2 separate regions of the Mus musculus genome follow, and region 2 is linked to region 1. The links are chromatin contacts, called in public HiChIP or PLAC-seq maps. All regions are on one chromosome and are shown on one strand. The core of a region is the stretch at or near the end of the contact, and the rest is flanking DNA. Distances in the headings are between cores, read along the strand shown.

Region 1 (2,700 bases), core at 18-2,517:
AATATTAGTTAAGTTATTTAATAATAGCCCATCTACTATTGGGCTAGTTAATTCAGTCCAAATTGAAAAGCTGTAAGTCAAAGACTGTATTATTTTAATGGGATCGTTTTTTAAAAATCAGGGTGAAGTAACTACATGTGAATATTACTAATGTGAAATAAAAACTACCACAGAGACACTTGAACATCCCTAATTATTGCTGCTCTATTCACAATAGCAAGAAAACAGAACCAGCCTTTATGCCCACTATTATGAATGGATTATGAGAATGTATATGTATTCAATGGAATTTTATTCAGGCACAAAGGAAAATATAATTCTCAGAAAAATTGATGGATGTAAAAATATATTGAGTGAGTTTATGTCAATTTCATATGAACTACAGTCATCTGAGAAGAGGGAACTTCAATTTAAAAAATGTCTTCATAAGACCAGGCTGTAGGCAACCCTGTAGAGCATTTTCTTAATTAAAGGTTGATGGGGAATGGCCCAGCCCACTGTGGGTGGAGCCTTCCTTGGGCTGGTGGTTCTGGGTTCTATAAGAAAGCAGGCTGAGCAAACTAGTTAGCAGCATTCTTCCATGGCTTCAGCATCAGGTCCTGCCTCCAGGTTCCTGCCCTGTTTGAGTTCCTGTCCTGCCTTCCTTCCATGATAAACAGTGCTGTGGAAGTGTAAGCCAAATAAACTATTTCTTCCCCAGCTTCCTTCTTGGTCATGGTGTTTTACTGCAGCAATAGTAACACTAAGACAGCAAAATAATCCAGACCTGACAAGTACTGTCTGCCTTCTCTCACATGTGGAACCTAGCTTGAAGTGTCTTATGAAGATATGTGGGTATCACATAACCAGGATGGGGAACACCACAGGAGGGGACAACAGGGATTAAGGAACAGGAAGGGAGCTGCAGAGCACACATGATGTGAAATCAGGCAAAATGCTACTGAGGTGATATAAGACTCTGGGGAGCCTTAGCTTATTGGGGACCCCGAATGAACTGCATGGAGCCAGGATCCATGCAAAAAGCAAGAGGAACTTATTGTTCCAGTGCACTGGGGTCATCCCAGACTCTGAAGGAGAGGTGGTGTCCACCAGTACCCAGTCGCTAAGTTTTAAATATGATTTCCAGGGGCATGGAACAGTGCACCCTTTAAACTGATTGATCTTTAGGGAATGAGGTGACAAGGACTTCCCTTGTCTGAAGGTGAGCAAAGGGTCAGTCCTGCAGAATGTGTCCCCACCTGCAGGTCTGTGAAATGCTAATTAGCCTCTCCCTTCCAGAGGACAGAGTGTTTCATGACCTTCCCAAAGTTCCTATGTGCACCTTTTCAGTGAAAGGGTACAAGGAGTAGGAAAGGAATGTGATAGAAGAGGGGAGAGAAGGATTAATAAAAACCAACTGTGTTTGAAAACACCATAATGAAACTTAATAGTTTGTATACTAAATAAAATTCAAAAGAAACAAATGTAAGCACACATATACATAAAATCAGAAAGTAGAATGGTAGGTACCAGAGATTAGTGATATAGGGGTTAAGAAGATGCTAGTCAAAAGGAAACAAAATTTCAGTTAGATGGGAAGATCAGCTCAAGAGACCTACTGTATATCATGGTAACTATGGACAATAATTATTTTATAATTGACAATTACTAAGACAGTAAATTTTTTACATTTACTTATTTATTGTGTATGTCTGGGGGGAGATGAGAAGAAAATATGTGGCAGTCAGCTCTCTCTCCTGTAGTGTTTTGAATATGCTTGGCCCAAGGAGCGGCACTATTAAGAGGTGTGGTCTTGTTGGATAAAGTGTGTCACTGTGGTGTGGGCAATAAGACCCTTCTCCTAACTATGTGGGAGCCAGTCTTCTCCTGAGTGCTTTCAGATCAAGATGGAGAGAGAACTCTCAGCTCCTCCAGCGCCATGCCTGCCTGGATGCTGCCATGCTTCCTGCCATGATGACAATGGACTGAACATCTAAACCTGTAAGCCAGCCCTAATTAAACGTTGTCCTTTATAAGAGTTGCCTTGGTCATGATGTCTCTTCACAGCAATGGACACCTTCCAATCATATGGGTCTCCAGTACTGAACTCAGGTCATTAAGTTTGTTAACAAGCATCCTTAGCCAATGAGCCATCTCACTGGCCCAATAAAATGGTAGACTTTAAGATGTTTTCAGTACAGAAGAAAGGAAAAAAAATCGTATGATGAGAAGAACAAGAGGAGATGGATGAGGAGAGAGGAAAGAAGGAAGGAGAAAGAAAAAGACAGATAGACAGACAGACAGACAGACAGACAGATAGTGTTTAGAGAATTGGTAAAGTGCTTAGTTAAAGTAAAAACACAAGAAAATTAGTTGGATCCCCCCGCCCCCACCAGAGTCCACATAAAAAGGTTGCACACATTGCCATGTTTGTTATAATCTGTAGCACTGGGGAGGTGGAGACAAGAATATCTCTGGGTCCTACTAGCCAACATCATAACCTACTTGATAATCTCCAAAATGAGATGGATATGACCTGAGGAGGAACACCTTTACATTCATACACATACACAGAAAAGTGTGTTAAGTAAAGCACATGCTAATACATTTCATTGTTCTACAATGAATACACCATCAAAACATTTTGTAAACCATAAGTAACTTTGATTAGGTTACATAACCAGCACACTATCTGAACCATTTCCCTATGGAGTTATTTCG
Region 2 (2,700 bases), core at 102-2,601, 1.0 Mb before region 1:
TATTTTTAATTATGCATATATGTGAGGGGGTTGAATCCCCTGGAACTAGACTTAACAGTTATGAGCTGACATACGGGTGCTGGGAATTGAACCAGTGCTCTTAACCTTTGAACCATCTCTTCCAGCTCCTTATATCTATTAGTTTTTGGAGACACTTTTAGTGTCTTTTAGTCTAGGCTGGCCTAGTAGCCAAGGATGACCGTGCCTACACTTCTCTAAGTGCTGGGATTTGGGGTACGAGTCACGGCATCCAGATTAAATAGTGCTAGGACTCAAGCCCAGGATTTCATGTATGCTCCCCAACAACTCACCAAATGAGCTACAGTATGTTAAACGAGAGCGTTTTCAGGTTCTCCATTTTAGTTAACGATTATTCGACTGGTTAAAACATTTGAAATTATATATGAATATTATCTATTCCAAGAAGTTTGAAAGTAACTCTGGAAAAGACTTTTTATTCAACATAGGTGGGGACTAAATAATGGGATTAATTAAGATAAAGATCTTTTGTGCCTGGGAGTAGGTGGGGGATGAATGGAACAGTGTTTATATTCCGTAGGATTCAGTAGCCTCCATGACAGCCTAAGGCAGGATAAAGAAGCAACACGAATAACGAACACTTGTTTCCTCGGTGTAGCCCTGGCTGTCCTGGAACTCGCTCTGTAGACCAGGCTGGCCTCAACTCAAGAGATCCGCCTGTCTCTGCCTCTGTAGTGCTGGGATTAAAGGTGTGCGCCACCACGCCTGGTAAACACTTCTTGAGACAAATGTGTATTTGTTTCATGCGAAAACTCGCCATCATTTGTCTGCCTTTATCTGCTGCCATTCTAACAGGGCAGCGCGTCTTCTGTCTTAACTTGAACTTGACAAACGCCGAACTCTCTAAACGAAGCCGACTGACGGAGCGAACACGCAGACTTTTTAATTCTGAGGTGATTTTTCTTCTCAGGCGTCCAACGTCACTTAACGTCACGCCCGTGAGCGAAGGCGGCAGGACGACGAAGGCCAGCCCAGGCCTTTGCTCCTTGCCTAACAGTCGCGCCGTTCCCAAGAGGGAGCCCTAGCGCGGCGGAAGACAGCGAGCCGAGCCGTTACGGGAGCGCCGAAGACCCAGCTCGCGTCACTCGGAGGAGCGGAGGCGCAAAGCACCGCCGACGCGCTTCCTCGAGGCCCCGCCCACTCGGCTCCACAGCCCGCTAGAGGCCTGGAGGAGGCGGGGCCAAGGAGGAGCATGCGCACGCGCCCTCGCGAGCCGGCCTTCTAAGGGGGAACGAGCGATCTCGCGAGGGTTGAGAGCGGGTGGCGTAGGTAGCTGTCCTGGTTGGCTGGAGAAGAGAATCCACTCCCGGAGAGGAGAAGGCGCCGGGAGGCCTCTGAGAACCTTCCGTTTTCCTTTCCCTTTCCCTCGGCCCTCCGCCTCCTCAGAGTCAGCCCGCCTTCCCTGACCTCCGTGACCCCGCTGGCCCCGCCCACTCCCGTCGACGTGATTCCCGCCGTGAGGTAAACGCCTGTGGAGCAGAGTCCCGCGGAAGAGGACGGCGAGGCGAGCGGCGCGGCTGGGCCGGCTCGGGTCGGTGGCGGAGCCCTCGCGCGTGAGAGCTTCCGGGCAGGTCTCACTCCTCCGGCGGCCCGGACGCCCGTGTCGCGCAGGCCCAAGCCGCTTCCCTCGGCGCCGCGCCTGCCCGTGGCCGCGGCGGGTGACGCAGCCGGAACATGTCGTCCGCGGTGGAGCCTCCGCCGCCCCCGCCTCCCGAGAGCGCGCCTTCCAAGCCCTCGGCGGCGGGCGCCGGCGGGAGCAGCAGCGGCAACAAAGGCGGCCCCGAGGGCGGCGCGGCGCCCGCGGCTCCGTGTGCTGCGGGCTCGGGCCCCGCGGACACCGAGATGGAGGTGAGCGCGGCCGTGCGCGGGGAGGGAGGGAGGTGGATGCTCGGCCGGCGCGTCTCCTGCTCTTCACCTTTACCTTTTCCCCTCGGTGTAGCTAGCCTAGCCCGACCGCGGATCGCTCTTACGAAACACATGTTCCTGATTACTGGGGCCGAGGGGACCCGTTTCCTCCATTGCCAGGCTCCCCCAGAACTCGCTCAATTTCTCCCGATTTAGGTTTTAGTTTGCACTAAACTTTGAGGAAGGCGAGGGAGATGCCCCTCCGGAGTGGGATTCCCGGGGCGAGGGGCGACGTTTCCCAGCGTCGCAGCTGGGGACTTGCGCCTCCAGTGCCTCATCCCCGTGCTGGCGGGGGCGGCATCTGTCTGTTCTGGGCAGAGACAATGGCGAGAGCTGGAGGGCCGAGTGCGCAGTGGGGATAAGCGGGGCGCAGCTGCTTGTGTGCAACGAGGGGAAGCCCCTCCCGGGCCCTGCTCCACCGGGAGGGGAACGAGCGTGACAGCCGCAGCACCTGTCCTGGATCCCCATCCAATTACGGGTGTATGCATGGAGAACTGAATGAATGGGAGCCTCGGGGAAGGATGATGGGCTTCTAGCTCTGCGCATTGCTTCCTTTTGAAGCCATTCGGAGGATTCGCTGTTGAACCACCTTCTTGGGGCTCCAGTGGGCCAGATGATGGTGACAATACTGGAGGAAGCGGGGAGAGAGTGGAAAATGGGGGAGCTGCCAGGCAGGTCTCTTTGGACATGCTCCCAGGCATTGAGTTGCCTGGGAACAAAGTTACTGCTTCCAATTTTTATTCTTGGCCTTGGCCT

Evidence for each region. HiChIP or PLAC-seq counts read pairs in DNA pulled down with a chosen protein or histone mark.
Region 2: an H3K27ac HiChIP or PLAC-seq map of embryonic stem cells shows a contact between it and region 1, with 6 read pairs. The contact joins the promoter of Smarca5 here to the enhancer-like site in region 1. A contact is called at or near these places in 11 of 39 promoter capture datasets (the C10 cell line, the HPC-7 cell line, cranial neural crest and 8 more), 3 of 484 Hi-C or Micro-C datasets (bone marrow-derived macrophages, cumulus cells and olfactory sensory neurons), 10 of 115 datasets of contacts at active chromatin or transcription factors (acute myeloid leukemia, bone marrow-derived macrophages, cardiomyocytes and 7 more) and 3 of 9 other capture datasets (adipose tissue, embryonic stem cells and liver).

Annotation. Positions count from the first base shown.
Region 1 is chr8:79,740,183-79,742,882 of GRCm38.p6, reverse strand. The region is part of intron 4 of Anapc10 (anaphase promoting complex subunit 10); the gene reads right to left. Among named protein-coding and RNA genes, the nearest start is that of Anapc10, 30 kb to the right of the region's middle. Within about 2 kb of position 1,267, at least 3 of the 459 cell types and tissues checked have an H3K27ac peak or open chromatin away from gene starts, as enhancers often do. A contact at or near this core is called in embryonic stem cells, where this site is marked.
Region 2 is chr8:80,738,110-80,740,809 of GRCm38.p6, reverse strand. It overlaps Smarca5 (SWI/SNF related, matrix associated, actin dependent regulator of chromatin, subfamily a, member 5), which reads left to right and starts at 1,351. Exons shown (of 24, transcript NM_053124.2): 1 at 1,351-1,887. The coding sequence starts at 1,714.